Linked DNA regions of Zea mays: regions 1 and 3 are each linked to region 2. Evidence: chromatin contacts called from public Hi-C data. All regions are on one chromosome and are shown on one strand. The core of a region is the stretch at or near the end of the contact, and the rest is flanking DNA. Distances in the headings are between cores, read along the strand shown.

Evidence for each region. A called contact is a pair of places that touch in the nucleus more often than the background predicts.
Region 1: a contact with region 2 is called in a Hi-C map of leaf, with 6 times the contacts expected there. The contact joins the promoter of LOC100383860 here to the promoter of LOC100278565 in region 2. A contact is called at or near these places in 10 of 25 Hi-C or Micro-C datasets (bundle sheath, ear, endosperm and 4 more) and 2 of 3 datasets of contacts at active chromatin or transcription factors (leaf and seedling).
Region 3: a Hi-C map of ear shows a contact between it and region 2, with 2.0 times the contacts expected there. The contact joins the promoter of LOC100193420 here to the promoter of LOC100278565 in region 2. A contact is called at or near these places in 2 of 25 Hi-C or Micro-C datasets (ear and tassel) and 1 of 3 datasets of contacts at active chromatin or transcription factors (leaf).

Annotation. Positions count from the first base shown.
Region 1 is chr1:1,001,455-1,005,413 of Zm-B73-REFERENCE-NAM-5.0, forward strand. It overlaps LOC100383860, which reads left to right and starts at 1,452. Exons shown (of 19, transcript NM_001362173.1): 1 at 1,452-2,009; 2 at 2,122-2,241; 3 at 2,361-2,477; 4 at 2,582-2,719; 5 at 2,795-2,929; 6 at 3,038-3,217; 7 at 3,384-3,590; 8 at 3,677-3,796. The coding sequence starts at 1,950.
Region 2 is chr1:705,568-709,224 of Zm-B73-REFERENCE-NAM-5.0, forward strand. It overlaps LOC100278565, which reads right to left and starts at 2,393. Exons shown (of 34, transcript NM_001350000.1): 1 at 2,124-2,393; 2 at 1,960-2,044; 3 at 1,768-1,874; 4 at 1,202-1,668; 5 at 914-1,121; 6 at 464-793; 7 at 126-276; 8 at 1-41. The coding sequence starts at 2,291.
Region 3 is chr1:1,021,125-1,024,752 of Zm-B73-REFERENCE-NAM-5.0, forward strand. It overlaps LOC100193420, which reads left to right and starts at 1,376. Exons shown (of 12, transcript NM_001245917.1): 1 at 1,376-1,556; 2 at 1,666-1,750; 3 at 1,852-1,903; 4 at 1,996-2,016; 5 at 2,094-2,147; 6 at 2,501-2,551; 7 at 2,711-2,773; 8 at 3,057-3,122; 9 at 3,233-3,271. The coding sequence starts at 1,466.

The DNA.
Region 1 (3,959 bases), core at 202-2,701, 290 kb after region 2:
TAGAGCGTTGATAGATTGAGATTTGAGCAAGGGTTTGAGTTGTAATTCCGTCAGATTATTTCTTGTGCTCCTCTCTCGACTTGTGAGCGTGTGTTATTGTGATTTTTGTCTCTTGTGTGTGTTTCTACTCCACCTTACTCTTGAGTTTATTTGAGATCAAATTGTGTAAGGCGTGAGAGACTCCAAATTGTGAAGATTCCTCACAATGGGGTAAACTGAGATAAGAAAGAAAACCGTGGTATTTAAGTTGATATTTGGATCACTTGTGAGGGGTTGAGTGCAACCCTCGTCCATTGGGACGCCACAACGTGAAGTAGGCAAGCCTTTTACACTTGACCGAACCACGGGATAAAAATCATCGTGTCACCTATCTGTTTCACTTTACCACGATTCTATTCTTTCTAGCACGCCTCTTCACTTATAATATTGCTCTAAGTTTAACACCCATTATGTGAGAGCAATTAAGTGAAGAAGTTCTTTCTTCTCTCGCTTTTTATCCGAACTTAGTTTTGATTTTACTAATCCACTTTAGACCAGGTTTGTTTTTGTTGAGCTGTTTTTACAGGATTACATATTCACCCCCTCTAGGTACTCTCACAACCATGTTGGATCCAACGTATGTGGTAAGTAGAAGGCCAACACGCCAAAGTCTCCTACCAAATTTTATCGGTGGTACACTTCTGTACCCTCGACTCATTAATTATATTTAATACTCGAAGTGACATTCAAACATCCGAAGACTAAAATTTAGTTCGAGCAACCAAACATCCCTTAGGCCATTTCAAGCAACCTTACTTATCCAATCTTCTATTTCAAAGTTCACTATGTAAACAGTACAATACAATCTACAAGGCGACATTTTTTTCACGGTCATATGCACGATCTGCTTGCTAAAACCTTAGTATATTAATCACAAAAGTAATAATATATTTGAACTAGTTGGTCCTACAAGAGTATTGTCTAAAATTATCTTACAATTTAATAAAATATTGGAGAAGTGTATATATCTTTGTAATATGGTTAGAGAGCAAATTAGTTAAATTAATGATCAAAATGACTATTAAGGGCACATACAGACACAGTGTATGTACCAGTCGTATTTATTCAAGCCTTTTTTACGAAAACACCTCCGTTTGTTTCGTCGTCTGATGAAGCGATGAGCACGGGCTCGTGCTCACAACTAGCAGCACCACCAGAAGCCACGGTTGTCCAGGTCAATATTATAAGTGATATATAATGACAGTTTGTGTTATCCTTCACAAATTTTAAACTATGTAGACAATATAAATAGACAAACCACTATATAATATGTTTGTTTGTGTTGTCTATATACGTTTTCTAATATATATACAGACATCAATTGTTTGTGGGCTGTAAACACAGCAGTCAGCTAAGTGTGGCGGTGATGATTGCGATGACGATTATTAATCCATTGCCAGCCGGTTCGTTGACCGCCACGTCACCGTCGTCGTCTTCCTTGCGTCCGTCCGTCCGTCCTCTCCATCAATTGCAATTGGTTGGAAGGTTGGAGAGATTTGATTTGCTGGTTGTACTACTGTCGAACCCCAGCCCGTCCGTACCCTACGCATCTTCCTCTCCCATCCATCCACTCTTTGCTTCATCGATCCCCACTGCTGTGCTGTGCTGTGCTGCGTAGCTTATCCGAGGGGACAGGTGAGGGAGTCGAGGGGGACGGCGCATGAAAGAAAGAGACCGAGGGGGAGGCGGCGAGAGCGAGAAGGCACCGCCGACGGCGAGACCTAGGATGCAGACAAGGCCAAATCCACATCGATGGAGCCAAGCCCGATGGCCGTTGGTGTTGGCGGCCCAAAGAGGAGGTGGACGCGCAGTCGGAGGCGGAGGTGCGTATGCCCATCGTCGCCATCTAGCTGCGCCTCCTTATATGCCCCTCCGGCTCCGATTAGCTTACCTCCATCGATCTCCCCACCATGGACGCCAACGCCAATGCCCTCGGCATGGACGCTATCACCAACGAAACCGTCGACCTGGTTCGTTTCACTTCGCACAGCTCCGTTCCATTCCCACTCCTTTAATTTGCTTTTCAAAGTTCAAATTTACTACCGATGGCGATGATGGTACCAATGTCATTCGCCGTCACAGGAGCATGTCCCTGTGGAGGAGGTCTTCGAGCATCTCAAATGCACCCGCGACGGCCTAACCTCCGCCGCTGCCCAGGATAGGATCGACGCCTTTGGCTACAACAAGCTGGAAGAGAAGCAGGTGCCTAGCTGCTCTGCTAACATGACATGGCATCCGTCTAGCTAGTCAACCTTCTTTCGTTCACTTAGACTGACACCACCGCTGACCAACTAATCAGTAGTCACTAATTCACTATGCAGGAAAGCAAAGTGCTCAAGTTCCTGGGCTTCATGTGGAACCCCCTTTCCTGGGTCATGGAGGCAGCAGCCATAATGGCTATCGCCCTTGCTCATGGCGGCAGAGATGTTAGGGGAAAGGTAATCATCCATCCCACACACTCATTCACCAGACACAGACAATTCACAGTCCCTCTTTCCCCACTATGCATCCTAAGTAATCATCTATATCTATCTTCACGCAGCCAATGGGGATAGACTACCATGACTTTGTCGGAATTATGTTACTGCTCATTATCAATTCCACCATTAGCTTCATAGAGGAAAACAATGCCGGGAATGCTGCTGCTGCGCTTATGGCCCGCCTCGCACCAAAATCCAAGGTAAGCCCCACACCCTACTTACCACTCCTTTTTCTTCTCAATACTGCTTTTCATCATGTTACACTCATTTTCTAGGTTTTACGTGATGGAACCTGGAGTGAAATGGACGCATCTTTGTTGGTGCCCGGTGACATAATCAGCATTAAACTTGGAGACATCATTCCGGCAGATGCGCGTCTTCTCGAGGGAGATCCGCTGAAAATTGACCAGGTCTTTCTTGTGTCTCAATCATAGTGTTCTTGGTAGAGCGGAAAAAAAAATATTCTGATATGAAAATTACATGAGACACTAAAACACATAAGGGATTATACTTTGCAGTCTGCACTTACGGGAGAATCGCTACCTGTAACCAAACAACCTGGTGACGGGATCTACTCTGGTTCAACCTGTAAGCAAGGTGAAATAGAAGCAGTTGTTATTGCCACTGGAATCCATACTTTCTTCGGAAAAGCAGCTCATCTGGTTGAGTCAACCACTCATGTTGGCCACTTTCAGAAGGTTAGTCTTCAGCAACCAGTGTCTCTTTTCTTAGTCTCATCTTATTTCTACCATACCTCTTGAAAACTTATATTTCACCTGATCTACATGGTTCAGTTCTATTTTGCAATCTATTATTTTGTTGCTGAATCTGCGATCTTGGTTGCATTTAATGGATGTCTTTCAGGTTCTCACATCAATTGGAAACTTCTGCATTTGCTCAATTGCTGCTGGAATGACTATTGAGTTAATCGTGATGTACGCTATTCATGCAAGAGAATACCGTCAGATTGTTGATAACCTCCTAGTGCTTCTTATCGGAGGAATTCCAATTGCCATGCCCACGGTTCTCTCTGTCACTATGGCTATTGGATCACACAAACTAGCACAGCAGGTTCTGTCGGAATTCTCTGGTGGAAGAGTTTAACTAGGCAGCTATGTTCTTTGCTTTAGCCTTCCCCCCATTTTGGTGGTTTGCAGGGTGCCATTACCAAGAGGATGACTGCCATAGAAGAAATGGCTGGAATGGATGTCCTTTGCAGTGACAAAACAGGAACTCTGACACTCAACAAACTAAGCGTTGACAAGAATTTAATTGAGGTAAAACATATTATTCTTTTACCGTTGAAGGTAGCTGTAGTTATTTTTTATATAATGGTGACACATCAAGGAAAAAAACATGGATTTAAGGCTAACCTTCTGCACTAATGATTCTTTCTTGTTTTGCCCATGTATTTACATATCACCAGTTCCAAGCCTATTA
Region 2 (3,657 bases), core at 1,143-3,642:
CCATGCAATATCCAAAAAGGATTGCATAACCAGGCATCTCACTGCAAAAAAATGTTCAAGCTGGCAAATTATGAAATAACATTCTAAAATATATTGAACACAGATAACTATATATCAGTATTCACCTTGAGGATTCTCATGACTGAACCCACGCTCCCACAAAACTGCCATCCAGTACAAAATTCTTTCCCAAGATTCCATCTGAGCATGAAAGGCTCCACAGGAGGTGTGATTTAGATAGTCATTTTGTAGCGTACACTCAAACAGCCGCACTACCTGAATATGGTTTTTGGACAACCAACGCAATGTAAGCTAAAATTGCCTGTATAAACAATTATTGTACTGATGTGCCATTTCCACTTGCCTACATAGCACTAAAGGTATTAAATCAAGGGCTAGTATCAATAAAAATAACATATTGTTCATAGCTTTTGATAAGAGAAACATGATGAAACCAACTAACATGGTGTGTCCAAGCTGCTTCAACTAAATGTGTGCCATACTCCTGGAGCATCTCATAGAGTAACAAAAAGACCTTCCACCGATCTTGACCATTTGAGCAATTTTCACCTGATTGGTCCATCTCTCCAACACCAAGGGACTTGGCTTCTTTGTTAGCCCACCTTTCCCTTTTTGTTTCCCCAGCATTTGCTTTGATTTGAGCAGGCAAAGCAGCTGGGCTCCTACTGGAAAAATGCTGGCAGCTATCATTTCCAGATGAAGAGGTAAAGATGCTAAGTGATATTGTCAAGACATAGAAGGCCTGTTTCCTTACTAAAGAATCCTTGTCAACCTGGTGTATAGAAAGGTACAGATGTCACTGCAACATAACAATGACCAGCAACGTTCTAGCACAAATTCCAAATTTGAGTACATGCAACTATGAAAAATGGTGCGCAGTGGAAAGGCTCACCAGTCCCCTGCGCAGTTCATCCCAGAATTCACTGACATTCTTAAGGTCAAATTCCTGGACAATGCCAACTCCCAAGACAGCGGCTTGATGTCCTGATTTCAGTGTTGAGAAGTATACAGAGAGTATTCTGTATGCATCAAGCCGCTCACCAGGCCCCAAAGGAAATAGAGAAATACAGGAATTCCATATACATTCTAGGAAACCAAACCTGCAGGCAAGAGATAACTTGAGTTGGAGCAATTTGAGTTAACAACTGCATAGTTGCCAAAGAAATGGACTCTAAGCAACCTCGATAGCTTATGCTGGACTGCACCAAACGATACAGTGACAGAAGAAACATCTGTAAGCGATATGAGTACAGGCTGAAGAAGGACCCGAGTGGCACAAGACCGATACTCTTGAGCATGTGTAAACATCTTGAGTACCAACTTGGCAAGGTCCCATGTCAAATTCTGAACCAATGCAGCTAGATCAGCAGCACCTTCCTGGGAGGTAGGTATAGTCCTTCGCCTCTCCAGCATGTCCACCAGCAATGATGCTAACACACTGCTTGAATTGGAGAGCGGTAGTAGGCATGAGAGAGTCTCCGCAGGAAAATCCGCTTCCATTATACTTTGGTAAAGTATAGAGTTGGCGTCTGCGGCGGACAAACCCATGGCAACAACAGATGACCGAATGCAGAATGATACTATTGTAGCTCCAAGCAGGTCCCAGCATCCAGTGTCAGAGACTGCATTGCACATCATCTCGATTACCTGAGACACCAGGGCGAACCCAGGGTACATATATGCATACATAAGCAAATGGGGGGGGCTACACAAGGCAAAATAAGTTAAGTGGGGAGGAGCAGGCACCAGGTCAAAGTGGGCAGGATGAGTGGGTTCAATGATATCCTGGAGCAAGGGCAGGAAGACCCTCCACAGCAGCAAGCGCAGAGCCTCCCTAACCTTAGGGGGGCTGTCTGAAAGCCGAAACAAAGCGATAAATTAGGCATTGTGGTTAACCAGAGAGGAAGAGGATGCAAGGGACTAGTGAGGGGTTGCGACCGAGTTGCGCGAGCAAATGGCGGAGCGCCGCGGCGTGGCAGATGGCGGCATGACGGTCAGACTGGGCTTGGAGACCCTGCTCCCGCTGGGAAGAAGAGAGCAATCAACTGATGTTAGTTGAAGTGGAAGCGAAAGCAGCTGCAGCAAGCCAACAATCAAACAACCTGGGAGGGAGGAAAGGAACGGAGGAGCGCGTGGAAGAGTTGGGAAGGGGAGGACGAGGCGGAGGAAGCGAGGACGCAGTCGACAACCGCTGGGACGGCGTCAGCCGCGGAGAGGGCACGGAAGCAGCTCTCGAGTGCGGCGACCTCACGCTCGGGAGGAGACGCCATGGCGGCAGCGAAGCGAAGACCGGCGAAACCAAAAACCCTACTGATTTGCCCAACAACAACAACAGCAACAAAGAAGAGCGCGGGGGAGGCGGGGAAGTTTCTGGGCCGGGTTAGAGCCTGCGCAGCCCATAATCTGCTGCTCATTTTCTGCAAGTTTGCTTTGGCCAACGAGCACACGGTTCCACAAATTTTACCGGGCACAGGCACATCACAGGTGTCTATCGATTCCAGACAACAACATGCACACGGGCATTGGCATTCGTAGTGTACAACATTTGTTTTTTTAATCTCTACAGCCATTTTGCCATTATCATTTATAGGCTTCGACAATATGTCATCAGATTCACAAATAATAAACACAGATAATCCCACCAATCATAAACACGATATGGCATAATAATAGGAAGTCAAAACTGAGAGTAGCAAAATTACAAATTTCTCAATCTCTACTATCTATCTATCTCGTGCTCCTGCCTCCCCTCTGTGCGCAAACGCTCAGACAGCTTCACCTCGCGCAACTAATCGCTCGCAGATCGTTGCATTAGTCCATATGCAGTAGTTTACCTAAAGTTTACCCAAAAACAATGTTTTGCACAGTTCTGCACGGTAGATTGTACTATTCGCAGAGTGGAGTTTGAATATAGATATGAGTATAGGTAAGCTGCTGGAGATAGTCTTAGATTCGGAGCTTGCCTCGCCTCTCCTGTGATTTCTCTCGTGCTTCTTTTATTCTACATTCTCTTCGACATCGTCGTCGCCGTTCCCTACGGTAGACGTGGAGGTCGTTGCGCGATCGATTCACCCTCTGATTATGAATCGCGTCTGATCCAATCGTCCACGGACGTGTGACGCCCCTCCTTTCTGTAGCAGTCCCTCCGTGTTGCCGCCGCCGGCGGGATGGCTTCGCCAGCGGCATACCCCGGTCGAGCAGAAGTCTCGGAAGATCAAGACCCTCCTTAAGCAGTACGCCCTGTTCCCCTCTCCACCCCTCTCTAGGGATGACAGCGGGTCGGATTTTGTTCGGGTTGTTGGAACTTACTCTTCCGAGCAAGATGATCCAACGGGGGAGTGAAAGTAATGCAAATGAGGTTTTAGCTCAGGAAGGCAATTGCTCTGTTCATCTCGCCTCTCAAGGGCACTGTGCGAGGGTATTTATAGGTGCCTGAGTGCCCAGCGTCTTGGATTAAGGACGCATGTGCACTCACGCGCCCAGGTTATCCCCAGAATATTCCTATAAAGCAGGGTTACAGACTGTAATTACAGAGAAGCCTTTACAAATTAGGCTCGTAATGCGCAGCGGCCACGCGGGGCCTGTTACAATGGGCCGAATTGCACGTGGGCCTTCGTGTTGGACAAGGGCGTGGGA
Region 3 (3,628 bases), core at 126-2,625, 310 kb after region 2:
CCTCCGGACGGTTTCTCCATCGCCCGCTATCGCGTCGCCTTTGACTTTTCTCCGACGGTAAATTTATTCGTCACGCCGTCGGCCGCATATAGGACTGTCTACGGATCTGAGTGAGCATCTCTCGGGCGGAATCGCCGAGCCGACGCAGCTTCGCCACCAGCTCCGCGGCGTTCGACGCCGGGCACCGCCGTGCGCACGGCAGCGAACTTCCTCTGCTCGCACTGATGCTGCCGCTACACATCCTCCTGCGCTCCTTCGACGAACCGCTCGAACCACCATGGTGGCCGCGGCGTTCGACGTCGGCCACCACCGTGCGCAGGGCGGCGACTGCCCGTGCTCCACCTTCGGCCCAGCGGACACTGGCAGACAACGACGACATCACGCCCTTCTATGTTGTTGCCTCCTCCGGCGGACGTACTCCTGCGCTCCTTCTCCGACGAACCATGGCGCTCGACCACCGATATGAAGACAACAACTCTCCTGTTCGACGAAATGTCTCCAAAGCAAAATAGAGATCAACTATGTTTTTTTTGTCCAATAAGAGTTTATGTTACAAAACATACTTAGATAGCATTTTCTTCGGAAAAGAAATATTACCAATGTCGATTACATAATGTAATTATTTTCACCAGTCCATAATTCAATTTCGATTGCGTGTTCGATAAGGAAAATATTTACAGTACAAATGTCTGGTAACTTATTTGGCTAAATATGAAGAAGAGTAATTTCACCATAAAATGAATATATATTATGTAGCATATTTTAATTTCGTAATATACGAACAATTTTGTAGAAACGATGTATATTGTAAAATCAGGTACATAGGACCGATTTTAGGGGATAATGCTGGAAATGAAGAAGATATAGAGAACAAAATCTTTTAGAGTGTGTCGTAAAAGACAAAATATTTTTTTATGGAACGAAATTTAGAGAACATTGTTGAGATAGGGTCGAAAACGAGCCGAGCTGCTCGGCTCGTCTACTCACCGAGCTGTAAAAGGAGGCTCGACTCGCGAGCTGCACCTTGAAACTAATATTGCATTATATAGTGAATTAATAGTCTATAAATGTAAAATAAATAATCATAACACAACATTATAAATAATCTAAATTATACTTGTTATATATCCATCATTAAAGACTAAAAACAAGTCAAATATCTATAAAATTATTCAATATTCATCATTATTATATAGGTTGATTAATTTTGTGCAGCTCGCGAGCCAAAGCGGCTCGGCTGCTCGTTGATTCAACAAGCTCGAAAATCTGACTCGCGAGGATAGCTTGACGGCCACTGACACGTGGACCCACCTACCTCCTCGTGTTGTTCTCCGTCTCCCTTGCCGCGTGTCGTCTTCCCTTGGGGAAAGGAAAAGGGGAAGTTCTCGCCAGCGTGCTGCCTTGCAAGCTGCTAACTAGAATAGGAATCCGACGTCGCCCCCGCCCCCCCCTGTGAAAATTCGTGATGCGGAGAACAGCTACCGCCGCCCTCGTCCTCGTCCCCCTCCTCGCTGCGGCGGTACAGACCTCCGCCCTGCCTTTCATCGTCCTGCACGGTAGGATTCTCCTCTCCTCTCCTCTCCCAGGCAGCAACAAGCTGGATAATAGTGGATATTATATGATTCTATCTATCCTGCTGACGGATTGAAACTGGAACCGTGGCAGGGATTGGGGACCAGTGCGTCAACCATGGCGTTGCCAAGTTCACTAAACTTCTCGCCGATTGGTCCGGCTCCGACGGCTACTGCCTGTACTCGCCAACTCCATCTCCTCATCCTCATCCCGTTACCTGGCCGCTCTGATTGCCGCCATCCTTGCTCTATTATGGAATAACTGCTTTGCTTTCCCCAGAGAGATTGGCAGAGGAACATGGGACTCTTGGGTCATGCCTCTTCAACAACAGGTCTTCATCGATCCTCTACACATTCTTTTCATCCTTGTTATAAATTAAATGTTCATAGGTTGGTTCAGTAACACATTTGATCATGTCCGCAGGCTGATATAATCTGCAACAAGGTCACCACCCCAACCGATTTGCGCTGTTTGATGAGTTGTTCAAAACTACACTCTGCCACTTTTGATTTTTTTTCCAGGTCAAGGAAATGAAACAACTGAGAGGTGGCTACAACATAGTTGGTCTGTCTCAGGTATGCTCATGTGCTGCTGTCCTGTTCACGGTTTTTAAGTACCCAAGCTATCTCATATGACCTCTACTACTACATCCTCTTGTTGTCCTTTGCCATAGTCTTAAAAATGCAGGCTGTTTTTTCATGCTCGTAGGAATTTCGCTACCTTCATTCTGCTGTGCTTCGTTTTGCTTTACATATTACAATAACTCTTTGAGATACTTCCTCTGTTCACCGAAGAGGGAGGGAGGGAGGGAGGGAATGATTTATTAGCTAAACCTTTATTACTTTTTTTTTGTTTAATTTGTTCTGTAGTTGATGCAGGTCATGCAGCTACTATACTAAAACCCTGCCTCATCTTTGTGTCCTCATAGGGGAACTTGATTGGTCGAGCAGTGGTTGAGTACTGTGATGATGGACCGCCGGTGAGTTTTCCTAAATTAGAAATATCAAATTAGTAATAAACTACCAACCCAATATATGTAATCTTGGCCAGCTGGGATGGTTCTTAGTCTGTCTTGTATGCACTTTAATTGGTACTGGTTTTCTATGCAATAAGTTATGATCCAGATCGCACCTGGCAGGTCAAGAATTTCATCTCTCTAGGAGGTCCTCATGCTGGTACCGCTTCAGTGCCTCTTTGTGGTGTAAGTTAATCTCATCAGTCATTATTTCCAATCACTATGTGGTTTTTTAATGCCATGTTTTGACTAATAATTCGATGATATGGTGACAAGTTTGTGTAGTATAATAGATGGTTAAATATGCTTTCATGCATTTGTTTGATGACTTATACACTTAGTAAAAATTAAGGAAAATATATTGGCTGAGACTAACACCATTATTGTTTAAATGTACTTGTCTTTTAACATCCGCATATTCTATGGCAGCCTGTATGATTCAGTTGATATCTGTATATTATATATGCAGTCTGGATTTTTTTGCATTATTGTTGATGCTCTGATCAAATTGGAGATCTACTCAGACTATGTGCAGGTTTGAATGCATTGGCTTAAATCGAACTTGATTTTTTTGTCATGGTAAACACTTTATTATTTTTTTTTAAAAAAAAATCACGCGATAACTTGAGGCATGGTGAATTACAGGAACATCTTGCACCTAGTGGCTACCTCAAAATCCCAACTGTGAGTATAACGAGGAATGCACCTTTTATGTAGTTTCGTTGACATGACATGCTACTCTATTATTCTTATGGATGTACTTTTGAGTTTGCTTATCATACTGGTCAGTATACTGGTAATGCATACTTTACAGGCCATAGTAATCACATTTGTAGGTTGTTCTCAATGGTAGAGGTGGCTCGAGGATAACCTGGTGTTTAGCTAATCAGTTTCGATGTACCAATGATGATGCTTACAAATGCTTAGCTTCATAGTGCTGAATAACTAGTTTGGTCATTTTCTTGAATAATTAATTGATTATTAGTACAATTAAATTTGTCATGTAATATAGTTTCATAGTATATGAGAATGTTTCTGGTG